Linked DNA regions of Sus scrofa: region 2 is linked to region 1. The links are chromatin contacts, called in public Hi-C maps. All regions are on one chromosome and are shown on one strand. The core of a region is the stretch at or near the end of the contact, and the rest is flanking DNA. Distances in the headings are between cores, read along the strand shown. Region 1 holds the start of LOC110262248 (a long non-coding RNA gene). Region 2 holds the start of LOC106504991.

Region 1 (6,276 bases), core at 776-3,275:
AATTAGAGAAGTCCCATCGTTGAAGGCCAGGCAGTCTCTGATAGGAGTAATAGGCCACGGCCAGAATAATAATAGTAACAGATAACTTTTTTGTTTGTTTGTTTGTCTTTTTGTCTTTTCTAGGGCCGCTCCCACAGCACATGGAGGTTCCTAGCCTGGGGGTCTAATCAGAGATGTAGCCGCTGGCCTACGCCAGAGCCACATCGACTCGGGATCTGAGCTGCGTCTGCAACCTACACCACAGCTCACAGCAATGCCGGATCCTTAACCCACTGGGCAAGGCCAGGGATTGAACCCACAACTTCATGGTTCCTAGTCGGGTTCGTTAACCACTGAGCCACGGCAGGAACTCCAGCAGCAGATAACTTTTATTAAGCACTTATTATTGTACCAAGAACTAAGTGTTTACACTTTATTAGGGTGGGAAAAAAAAATTCTTCCTTACCCCTGATGTTTCCTTCCACACAAAGGAAGCTCTTCTGGCATAAGATTTCTTTCTTTCTTTACTTTTTTTCTTATTTGTTTGGCTTTTTAGGGCCGCACTCGTGGCATAGGCTAGGGGTCGAATCAGAGCTACAGCTGCTGGCCTACGCCAAAGCCACAGCAATGCCAGATCCCAGCCACATCTGCGACCTACCCCACAGCTCACGGCAACGCCGGATCCTTAACCCGCTGAGCAAGGCCAGGGATCGAACCCGCAACCTCATGGTTCCTAGTTGGAGTCTGTGCCATGACGGAAACTCCCCTGGCCTAAGATTCCTGACCTCTCCTTTTTTTTTTTTTTTTTTTTTTTTTTTGTTCTTTTGCCATTTTCCTGGGCCACTTTCTCAGTATATGGAGGTTCCCAGGCTAGGGGTAGAATCAGAGCTGTAGCCACCGGGCTATGCCACAGCCACAGAAACTCGGATCCGAGCCGCGTCTGTAACCTACACCACAGCTCACGGCAATGCTGGATCGTTAACCCACTGAGCAAGGCCAGGGATCGAACCCGCAACCTCATGGTTCCTAGTCGTGTTCGTTAACCTCTGAGCCACGACGGAAACTCCTGACCTCTCCTTTTTCCTTGACTCACTCCTCCCTAGGAGGCAGAAGGGGCAAGAGGCTGGGACAGGTTGGGGGAAGCAGCTTCTCAGTGGTGAGTATGGGGGTAGGAACCCCAAATACACAGCTCAGCTTCTCTCTTCTTTCTCTTGGCAGCAAGCCTCCTCCAGAGCTGCTCCTGGCACTGTCCTCCCATGATGCAGTGGTTTACAGGGACAATCCATAACTGGGAGCCCCCACCCCATCTCAGCCTGGGGGGTAGCCCGTCTGGATATAATCCTGGAGTTCACTTACCCACACATATAGAACCACTGACTCCAATATAAGAGCTATCAGTGATAAAGCTGACATTTTCATGCCGTTTGTTTGATTTCTTCATGACCATTCCGTAATTACCCAGAGCTTTGTAAGAGAGGAGGGATGGCCTTTATTATATTCTCTTGAATCCCCAAAAACGATTAACTCGTTTAATCCTAATAAGACTTGCATTAGAAAAGTATTCTTCTCCTCTCCGAGGAGGAAAGGAAGCAGTCCTCCTTTGGCCTCTCCCTTGAAAGACAAATATTTGCTCTCAGTTCAGGATCAGATGAAACTAAAGCACGTGACAGAGAGTTTGCAAACTGTTAATGCAGAACGAAGCGGAGGCCGGGAGGGCGGTGGTTCTGGCTCTGACCTGGCAGTAGGGCCCCGATCCATTACTTTCCGGCTTCCGGTTCCTTTTTATCGGGAAAGCGAGGGGTTCGCGTGGCTGCGGGTCGCAGCTCATTTCTTCTCAGACGTTCTGTGAGTCAGTGATGACTTGCCAGTGACTTTTTCCCCTGGCTTCCTCTGCGTCATTAAGGACTTTTGGATGCTGACTTTTCCCTTGATTGAGCTAGGCCCAGCCTCTGGGGGACCCGACATGCTCGAAACTCCCCCTCGGTAGTGGGCTCTGCCTTCTGAGGTTTGCTGCTTCGTTGCCTTTGGTTGCGCAGCAACATAACACACGCCCACACTTCCGGTTCCAAGAGTGTGATCTGCTGTCGTTGAAGGGGCTCTCCCAGGTCCAGCAACTCTGCTGCGTTTCCTTCCTTCCTCACAGTGATGATTGTGAGGCCAGATGTTGGTGAAAGAAACCCCCCGAGTCATTCCAGGGAGTTGCAGGGGCTGAAGCGAAAATCCTCTGACCCTTTCCCAGAAGAAATGCAATATCCGTCAGGTCAGCCTTCAGAAGAAAATTCTCAAGAAATCCAAACTTACTCTCAGAGCCTCATTCAGGACAGGGAGTCCTGTCATTGCAAAAGCCTGTCCTTTGATTGGCCTCATGAAATCTAGTTGAGTCACCAGGTTCTGGGGGCTGGAGACCATGTGGCCGGCCTTCACGCTAAGTTTCATCTGATTCTGAAACTCTGTGGTTTAACACCGGAAGAAAGCAAAATAGCAAAGAACAGGAAGTGGAAAAAACATTTTGCGTAGTGGAAACTACCTCTGGGTTCACCTGCGTTCCTCCAAAACAGTAGTCAAATTAGCCCAGATACCTCCTCTCCTGGGGGGGGCATCCCCACAAAGTGCCTCCCCTAAAAGGATTTGGTGGATGAATGTGATGCCCCAGTTCCTCAGACGGCATCATTAGGGGACCTTGAGGTTGTGGCCCTCTGCTTCCATAACAAGACAGCTCACTCCCTCATGCATTTTCTGAAAAAAAGAAACGTCGGTGGGGTCAGGACTTCAGGACAGAGCCAGGGCCAGGTTCTGAACCCACGTAAAGGAAATCTTGAAACACTGTGAAGTCCGGGGGACAGCTTCTCCAAGGGGCGGATCAGAGACGTGTGTTTTCTTTGGCCAAGGGGGACAGAGGAATAAGACAAGTACAGGTTTTGAAAGTGCAAAAAGGGTGGAGTGGTCGGTGGGTACCAGAGGGAAAAGACCCGGCAGCCAGGGCAAGAAAGGCTCCTCTGTCCTTCTGACCCTTGCCCTCACAGGACCTGCCTCCACCCATGACCAGCAGACACTTCCTCACTTAGGTGGGGGAGGGCAGCTGTGGCCCTCAGTGGCATTGTTCCCAGAATGAAAAAATGCGGGCGTTGGCAACCATATCAAAGGCCTTGAGTTGTTCAGAAACCTTTACCCCTCTGATCACCAGACCACAGAACCCAAGAGCCATTAGCAGCCGGTGGAAACTTTGGAACAATAGACTTGGCCCCCCGCCTATTTGTTTGCATGGCTTTCTGAAAGAGGTAAAAGGGCCCCAGGCCAATCCCCATCCTACCCATCTCGTTCGGGTGGGTTAAAGTCTGTGCTAAAGCCAGCAGCAGTTAGAGATGGAGCTGAGGTTAGCACAGGCCACTCTTGATAGACTGAAACTGGTGCGGACTGAGTGAGGCACTTTCCTCTCAGCATGCAGTTTAAAGGGGCGCCCAAAACCACAGTAATTCAGATAAATAATATTTAACGTCATCTTTACATTTTTTGTTCTTCATGGATTCTTTTGCATTTGTTTTGATTCTTTACATTAAAATACTGTTGATCTTAATTACTAACTTTTTGGTGCCCCCCCCCTTCAATTTTACCCCTGAGGCAAGTGCCTCAGTCACCTCACTCTAGACTCCACCCAGCTGAGAAATGATATTGTTCACTAACATTCAGAAAGAGGAGCCGTGGAAAAGCCCCGTGACAATTAATCAGGAGGTGGGGGCCCTTCGGAAGATGTGGAAAGTGTGGCCCAGATAACCCAGGCCTTGCTATTGAAGGTGGGTGAGAAAAGTCAGCCTTGTCACAGAGAACTCTGCCAGGGAATACAGCTGGAAAAGTGCCCTGCAAGAGCCCCCATCCAGCCCATCTGAAACCTTCCACAGGGAGGCTGTGGTAAGCCTTGGCAGTAGGCTGTTGCCCACTTGGTATCATCTGAGAAGGACGGAAAAGGCTCCTTTTTGCTAAGGTCATGTTGGGTACACCCACAATAGAGTGGTCGATCCTTTGGCTCTTAAAGTTGTCTTGGTTTTTAAAGAACCTGCCATTATAATACAACCATCTCTGTGGGAAATGATTATTGGCAGAGCTCTTAGCCGTGATGGACTTATTCATTCTTTCAACAAACATTTACTAAGCACCACACATCAGAAAGAGTAGGGTGGAGCGTCTCTTGTGGCTCAGTGGAAAGAAATCCGACTCATACGCTTGAGGGTGCGGGTTCGATCCCTGGCCTCACTCAGTGGGTTGGGGATCCAGCGTTGCCATGAGCTGTGGTGTAGGCCGCAGGCACAGCTTGGATTCCACGTTGCTGTGACTGTGGTGTAGGCTGGCAGCTGTAGCTCTGATTCAACCCCTAGCCTGGTAACTTCCATATGCCACAGGTGTGGCCCTGAAAAACAAAAAAAAAACAAAACAAAAAAGAAAGAGTAGGGTGTACCCTGCCCAATCTAATGGGGACGACAGGTAAGAACATCAGCTTTATGTACCAAAGTCATGCTAGAGGCCAGGGACAGGATGGTGGAAGAGCCCTTCATTCAATTCAGAGCTCTTTCCAGCTGCAGCTGCAACGTGGAAGAGCAGAACTCGGGGCAGGCTTCTGCCAGGGATTATAGAAAGGGATGGAAAGAGCTCTCAAAACACCCTTCATCTGTTTCATAGGACTAGAGAAGCCCTGGGCTTCACAGGACTAGAGAAGGCAGCCAGAACTTGGCTTTAATTCACAGAGGTCTGGCTGCACAACTCCAGGGCGTGGGGTTCTCATAGAATAGAGTGGCACTGAACAGGACTGGGAGGGCTCTATCCTGGCCCAGTGAGGACAATCTTTGAGACGGGGGAGCTCGCCCCTGCACATCTGTGGGCCTGTGCACCAGTGATCCTGACCCTCGTGGGCTGTGAAGAGGAGCCCAGGTCAGCCCCGCCTCTTGGATCTCTGCCCAGGGCTGACCTGACACTGTGGGAGTTTGCTTGGCTTTGTGGCCCTGGCCCAGCTCCTCTGGTGAGAAAGGGGCTGTGACCCTGGTTAGGCAGCCTCCCTGGGAGAGAGAAACCATTCATTCCCCTGGTGCTCTCTTTGATGTGCTTCCCAGGGGAGGTGGCCTGGGAGCTAATCATTGATTGAGTAGCCTGGGAAATGACAGGAGAAGGATGGATAGGAATGTTGCAGGTTCCTGAAACCTCTCTCTCTCTCTTTTTAAACAAGTAACCAACAAACGCTTAGGCAGCACTTTTATATACATCATCCTGTTTCTTTTTCATGACAGTACTGGTATGAGAGGCTCTTTGATTCCTGTTTTCCAGCTGAGGAAATTAAGTCCTGAGAGGTGATCTAAGGACTTCTGCATAAGACTGTCCATCAGCAGAGAAGCTGGGATCGAACCTTACATTCATGCCACTTTCCCTGTGTCACTCAGGCTCTGTGACCCCAAATGCTCCTGTGCCTCAGGCCAGACACCTGGAGTCATCCTTTCCTCCTCCTCCTCGCTGCCCCTCCCACACAACCCATGGCAAGTATTTCTACCTAAGAATGGGTATCGTTCTGCTCATTTTTCTCTATCTCCTGCCACCATCCTGGTTCAAGCCCCCTCCTCTCTTACCTCCTTACAGGTCTCTCTGCTGCCACTCTTGCACTCCCTTGGTTTTGGTTTTCTCTTCTTACTGGTTGTGTGTCTTTGGGCCAGTTTCTTAACCTCTCAAAGCTTGAGAGGTTAAGAAATGGAAATGAGAATCGCACCACCCCACTTGGGTTGTGCTAAAGATTCGGCACCATGCTGTGTTTAGAGCAGTTCCCCCAAGAGAAATATGAATTTGAAACCCATGTGTAATTTATAAACATTTCTAGTCACCGTATTAAAAAAGGCAAAAAAGTATAAGTGAATTAATTTTAGTAATAGAATCTATTTAGCACAATATATACACATAGTATCCACTTGCACATAGTAGTATTTTTTTTTTTTTTGCCACCTTTTGGCATATGGAGTTCCTGGGGCAGGGATCCGATTCGAGCCACAGTTGCAACCTATACCACAGCTATGGCAACACCAGCTCCTTAACCCACTGTCTGGGCCAGGGATGGAACCTTTGTCCCAGTGCTCCAGAGATGCCATGGATCCCATTGTGCCACAGCGGGAACTCCCATAATCAGTACTTTTAAAATATCAATGTTATATTTCATTTTTTCCCCCATACTTCCTTCCAAGTCTGATGTGTATTTCACTCTTACCACATAACTCAGTTGGAGGACTAGCCACATTTCAGGTGTCCAGTAACCACATGTGGCCATGTGGG
Region 2 (6,340 bases), core at 3,073-5,572, 51 kb before region 1:
ATATAACCAAATCGGATTTTTGATAAAGCTGTAAAATTCACCTTACAAATATGGCTCCACTATACAGTTTAAAATAAAACATGATTTATGAGCTGTCCACAGGGAAAAAAAGAACTAATTTCACATCAATCGAAAAGATATATCAAGTGATACATAAGAACAACTATTTTCTTGATTTAAGTAAAAAGAATCCTAATTATCAATAGTTAGTAATAACTTCCCTTCCTTAAGAACATTTAAGAACACAAAGAAGATCTAATTAACTTAGCCAGGGTCGCTATCATTTGATTTTTAATGCGGCACTCAGGATAAATGCTCACAATAACCAAAACTAATTTCTTTTGGTTAACACTTACCTCTTTATAAAACACTCGTTAAACCACAATGGCAAGATCATTACAATTAAATATTGTCTACTTCAAAATCAGTACACTAAAAACAATTTTCAACTACATATATTGCTCTTTCATATAAAATAAGTTTTTAAGTAATATAAAAATATTATTCTTTCAATATCAAGAAAGAAATGAGGCTCCTACAACACTTGTACATTACAAAAAAGACAGTAAAAAAGAGCCAGTGAGCCACTCCAGTTTTAAATTCAGCCTACAAACTGGGTAACATTTACACAGCAATATCTCAACTAATACCTGTCTTGTTATTTTGCCAGTCAACAAACAAAGATAATTCTACCAGAAAGTAAAAATAATTATATATTCACCATCAAAAAGTCTCACTGAATTCAAGTATTTAATATTTATTCTAACACATTACAAGGAAAGTCTCTGATCACCCTTAATATTTGAGATGCAAATGTGTTTGCTTAAACAAAAGCTTTAAATTCAACAAGTAACTGAGCACCTACTATTTGCTAAGAATGAATCCTCTGGAGATAGAAGTTATTATACATTATTAAAATATTGTAAGAAAATAAACATAGTATCTCAAGAAAATTTCAGACCATTGTTCCTTAAGCAGTTTTTGATAGCCCTTCAAAGTCCTGTTGGTTTCATTCACCACTTATTTATTTTTTTCTTTTAGGTCTGTACCTAAGGCACATGGAGTTTCCCAGGCCATAGGTCTAATCGGAGCTACAGCTATTGGCCTACACCACAGCTCACAGCAACGCCAGATCCTTAATCCACTGACGGAGGCCAGGGATCAAACCTGAAACCTCAGGGTTCCTAGTTGGATTCGTTTCTGCTGTGCCATGACAGGAACTCCTCATTCACTACTTTAAACACACAATGGTAATGGCGCATCCTAAGTCCCCAAAGTAACTTTCAGAAAAGCAGAACTGTAGGGATTTACATAATACACTTTAAAAAACTAAAACCAAAAGTTTCTTCGAGAACTTTATGCATAAAATGGATGCATTATTTTTAGAAATAAGAAACCAATTTATGAAATTATAATTTCAGTAAGACCACTAAAGTATGTACTGAGGGAAAGAGTTTCTCCTAACTTATTAATTGGCTTATCACCTCACTTCATTTTTAAGTTCAAAAAAATCCCAGAGTTTACTGTGGTATATATGGTAAAAATTCTCTGGCTCAAAGCTGTGAGGAAAACAGACAAGCCAAAATTGAAGAAGACCTAGTTATCAGAGGCCTGGAGTTGAAGAGAAACGAGAGGCCCTGTAAAGAAAAGGTTCTAAACCTAAACTGAGATCAAAGGGATCCTCTAACTTATACTGACAACAAAAGGGAAGCATGATCAAAATGTGGTCTCTGAAAGTAAAATTTGCTCTCCAATTACATTACGATTTTCTACAAATCCACTTAAACAGATAAACAACTAATCTCTCAAACTCAGCTATCCTAAGAGCAAAGACTATTTGACTAGTTTTGCCCCAAGGGGCCAAATGTTTCAAAACTCTCTGGGAACAAAAATTATGCCTCACCGTTTAATAAATTTGCCGTGACAATCCAAAACATAGTCAATTGGAGTATAGATGAATAAAAACTGAGTATTTATAGCAATGTTAATTACACAGTACAATATCCAAAAAATAAATAAAAAGCCAGTCTCATAGGAACCAAAACATCAAAACAAACAAAAAGAAACAAACCTCAAAGCAATGAACCAGGCCAGTATGAAGAAAGCTCCTAGGAGTGAAAGCAGCTTCTCTTATAATTTCTAGCTTGATACTATGTGTCTGAGCCAAATAAATCCAAATGCCTTATGTGTCTAGACTTGATCAAGGTCACTATCAACACAAACATGGGTACAGACAGTGCTGACTGTATGACTCTAAGTATGACTACAATACACTAAATTTTCCTAAGAGTATCATGATTTTCTACATTAGGTCGTAAGTTTAAAGTTCCAACCTTTTGAAACACAGATCTTAACCACTTAGTCTATAAAACAAATGTACCACCTTTACATCAGCAGTTAAGGATCTGGATTACATGCTCACTCAGAGGATGATAAAAATGAGTATGGACCCCAAATCCCTACCCAAACTCTCCCCCTACCCACCAACATTTCAACTTAATAATTTCAAAGATTCTAAGTAAGGTTATGTACTCAGTCTTACATGATGAAACTTCCTAAGCCAGTAATTTCTACAATTATTTTGTAAATTAGAAATTTTTAGTTAATTTAACTCATATATGAACTTCATGATTCTTTTATTCCACTGTAAATATTTTAGAACAGAATTTACAGTGGAATAAGAGAATCATGAAAGGGTGTACCCTCTCCAACCTTTTTAAGTACTATTGGATTGAAAGGCACTTGTTTTACAGTTGGTACACAATCAGAATAGTCATTAACTGCCATTAATGGCCCACTCATATCTCACTGCTTAGTTCAGGTCAGAAAGACTGACCTCCCACCACAGAGATGAATTCTAATCATTCACACTTTTTAAAATAAAGTTAAATGACACCATTTAATTTTCTGCCCCAATCTGTAAGATTCTGATATAAGCACAAAATGGATTCAAGACCCTATTATTGATATGGTTTTAATTTAAAGTCTACTAAAACAGACTAAATCCCACATCCCATAACAGGTGGGATAAATGGGCATGTTTGGGAAGGAAAAAAAATTAAGAACTACAGCCTCACTTTTTTACTTACAGAATTCTGACAGCATGCTAGAAGACAATTTCAAAGGGCAACAAAGCATGGAACTCCACTTTATCAAATTCACAATTAATTAATCTAAGGAATTCCTAAGGAATGCTTTAATATATGGGAAAAATGGATGCAAAATATAATAGTGAGAACAAGTATCTCCACACCCAGTGAAGTAACAGGTTTAGGCTTGTTTGTACAGCTCCCTAAAAATTAAACTCAAAGAGTACAAAAACCAAAATTCAAAAAACTGGTCAAGAGTTGGATGGGAAACGTTCCACTCCAGATTAAAACGTTTAATCATACAAAATAGTGTAATACTTTACACTTGCTAAATATTTTAATTTACTTTGTTACTGAATAATAGACGCTTGGGCTAAACCAAACAGAAACTGTTTTTTGTCCCCAAATAATTTTTTTAAAAATATTCAAGAACACCCAGCCTCATTACTGAAATTTCTAAGGCTACCTGAGTGTTTTTATTTTTTTCAAAAGTGGTGTCATTTCATTTGCCTCTCAGGAAAAACCCATAAAATTAATCAACTAAAACACAGCATTGTAATTTGCAGTAAAATCAACACACTTGTGTAAACGGATTGGGGAAGAAAAAAAAAAACAAAAACCAGTCTTTTCATGTAAACATAATAAGCCTGTAATATGCTGCAGACAAACGCACTGCATGGGGTGTGGAGGACCCGAGCTGATTAGATTACCACAACATCAGCCTGGGGCCGCCATTTTTAGAATCTGTAAAGGACAAAAGAGGGAAATTTCACTTTTTACTGCCCATCTCTGAGATTCAAGGAAAAAACGGACTGTCTGCCAATTAGGTACTGATGTCTCCAGTCCAGAGTTGAATGCACCTCACTTAATTCTCTCCAAGGTCTCCAGAACTCCAAATACCTTACGCTATTCACATCTCTAAAAAGGGGGGGAAATGGGCAAAACGGGGTTTACTCTAAAGCTAACTCCAGCGATTTCCCTTCGACTTTAAACTGTATCGTTCTTGAGACAGAGTCTGGCAAGAACGGATCTCTACCGAACGGAGGCCGGTGGAAGAGAGCCCTCCGGATTGTTTTCTCTCTCCCCCTCCCCCGTTTAGCACAGTGAACCGTTTGTTTCTCTTCTGTGCCTGCTGCCACAGTGTTTGTGCCAATCCCTTGGTCAAAATCAGCTTTCCTGAAATGTGCCATATTGTGGCTTCTAAGCCTCCGGTACAGTAAAGGACGGCGATAATGCAAGAGGAGTGGGGGAGGAGACTGAGAAGGCTGGGTACTGGGGTGACCACCTCAGGGGCGGGTTTACCCTCTCCCGGGGAAGATGAGGAGCGGTCTCGTTCTCCCACAAAGGGAGAGACCCAGGGCGTTCTTTCCACCCCCTTTGCATTTATGAGAAAATTAAGCCACAGACTGCCCGGCAAGAATGGAAGTAGCAGAAGAAAATGGGGCCTATACGGGTTCCCAGCACCTGAACAAGATGCGGCAGAGGAAAGGGAGAGCTGGCAGCTCCTGGGACCTCTTCGAGCACAAACCCCACTAACAGTCAGAAGCCTCCCTCCTCACCCAAGCGGCCCTAACCCGCTGCCGGCGAGGAGTGCGCCCCCTCCCTAACTCCCACTCTCTAGGGGGTTTAACTGCCAGTTTCCCCCTTCCCCAACCCTAAAACCCGCCATAATGCTCCCTTTCTAGGGACAGGGAGGAAAAAGAATAAATTCGATTCAAACGAGCAACGTCTTGCCCCCGCCAAGACACCTGAGAGCCAACGTCGATTCCCCCCCGCCCCCCCGGAAGGATAAAGATGAGAAAGCCCCCTCCCCCTGGAAACACACGTCTCTCCATCCCGCAAGCCCCATGAACTCCCAAGGAGACGACAGGCACTGACCTGCGATGTTCACACACCAGACACCCGAACCCCGTTATGTGCTCGACCCCCAAGGAGTCTCTCCACACCTCCGCGGTCAGGCGACCCCCCGATAGCAGCCACTGCGGACACAGGACCCGGCTCCACACACCCCTCCCCAAACAGCAGCGCGAAGCCTCTTCACCAGCAACCGAGGAGTAGGGGAGGGGGCACCGAAGCAGTCAGCAGGAACGCAGAGGCGACGGCGAGGCTGCTCAGAGTGTCTATGCCCCCTCTGTTGCCGCTCCCGACTCCGGCACGGTCTCCGACTCGGCCCCCTGCGCCCGCTCAGTGTCACTGCCGCTCGCTCTGGGAAAATGGCGGCGACGGCGGCGGCGGCCGCGGCGGCGGCGGCGGCGGCGGCCGCGGCGGCGGCAAGTGCACGGGGCCCGCCCGCCCCGCTCCGCAGGGGCAGAGGGGGAGGGGACGAAGCTGCCTGCCGCCATTTTGCTTGTGGGCTGCTGCCCGCCGTTGCCTCTCCAGGGAGGCTCGAAGACGGCCAACTGGAGGCAGAGAGGTGGACAGAGTCTCCGTCTGTTTCACAACAGATGCATTCAACAATTCACTGAAGGTTTGGGGAAGTTTCGGAATTTGGTGGGATTGGTTCTTTATCCCTTTTCCCTGAGTAGCCCTCAAGTCTGGATATCGGTGAGCTCGCGCGCGCGCGCCACTACTGGGTGGAAGGATACTGATCCTAGGCCTTGGGAAAGACCCTTCCCTCTCCCTTCGTCCTCCCAAAAGGATGCGCTCTCTCCCACTCCCCAAACCACCTCTGTCCCAGCCTTCCCCTCCCCCTCCCAAGTCTAGCCTCCAGCGCTGGATGAACTCAGTTGGGGTGTCACTCGACGCCCACTAGGGGCTGAGGAAGCTCCAGTGCGCAGGCTCCGAGCACCGGATAAAAGCGGAGCTGGCGAGTCCAGCGCCGTCTCGATGGAGGAGCAAGAAACGGAAGAGGTCGGGGGGAGAAGCAGCAGGAAAAATACAGCCACCGTCAGCGCCGCCTCCCTGCCACGGTGTATCGGGGTAAAAAGCTGCCATTGCCGTCGGTGCAGTTGCCGTTGCTGCCTCCTACTTCTTTGGCCCCGGGGAAGGATTTCCCCGCCGGCGGGACTGTGTGCGGGGAGGGGAGCGGGAATTCCTTTATGTGGCGGTGATTAAATAAGGGAGGGACAGAGAGACGGTTATCTCGAAGAAAAAGGGGAGGCCAAAGAATAAATGGTTTCCCCAAACTAAAATGACACGGTGATTCCGGTTCTTGTTTTCGGGGGTCTCTCCCCGAAATGGCGCTTTCTGTCTTCTCGCTACCCAGCGACCCTGAGCGCCTAGTAAGCGGAGTGGGGAGAGGCAGAGGCGGT

The links. A called contact is a pair of places that touch in the nucleus more often than the background predicts.
Region 2: a contact with region 1 is called in a Hi-C map of liver, with 1.6 times the contacts expected there. The contact joins the promoter of LOC106504991 here to the enhancer-like site in region 1. A contact is called at or near these places in 1 of 5 promoter capture datasets (liver), 14 of 47 Hi-C or Micro-C datasets (alveolar macrophages, embryonic fibroblasts, epiblast stem cells and 8 more) and 2 of 2 datasets of contacts at active chromatin or transcription factors (alveolar macrophages and skeletal muscle).

Annotation. Positions count from the first base shown.
Region 1 is chr9:104,857,775-104,864,050 of Sscrofa11.1, reverse strand. It overlaps LOC110262248 (a long non-coding RNA gene), which reads right to left and starts at 5,919. Exons shown (of 2, transcript XR_002347081.1): 1 at 5,586-5,919; 2 at 1,449-2,715. Within about 2 kb of position 2,025, at least 60 of the 83 cell types and tissues checked have an H3K27ac peak or open chromatin away from gene starts, as enhancers often do. A contact at or near this core is called in alveolar macrophages, liver, mesenteric adipose tissue and 3 more, where this site is marked.
Region 2 is chr9:104,910,787-104,917,126 of Sscrofa11.1, reverse strand. It overlaps LOC106504991, which reads left to right and starts at 4,322. Exons shown (of 3, transcript XM_013979822.2): 1 at 4,322-4,627; 2 at 4,933-5,556. The coding sequence starts at 4,322. All of the region lies in intron 1 of KMT2E (histone-lysine N-methyltransferase 2E), which reads right to left.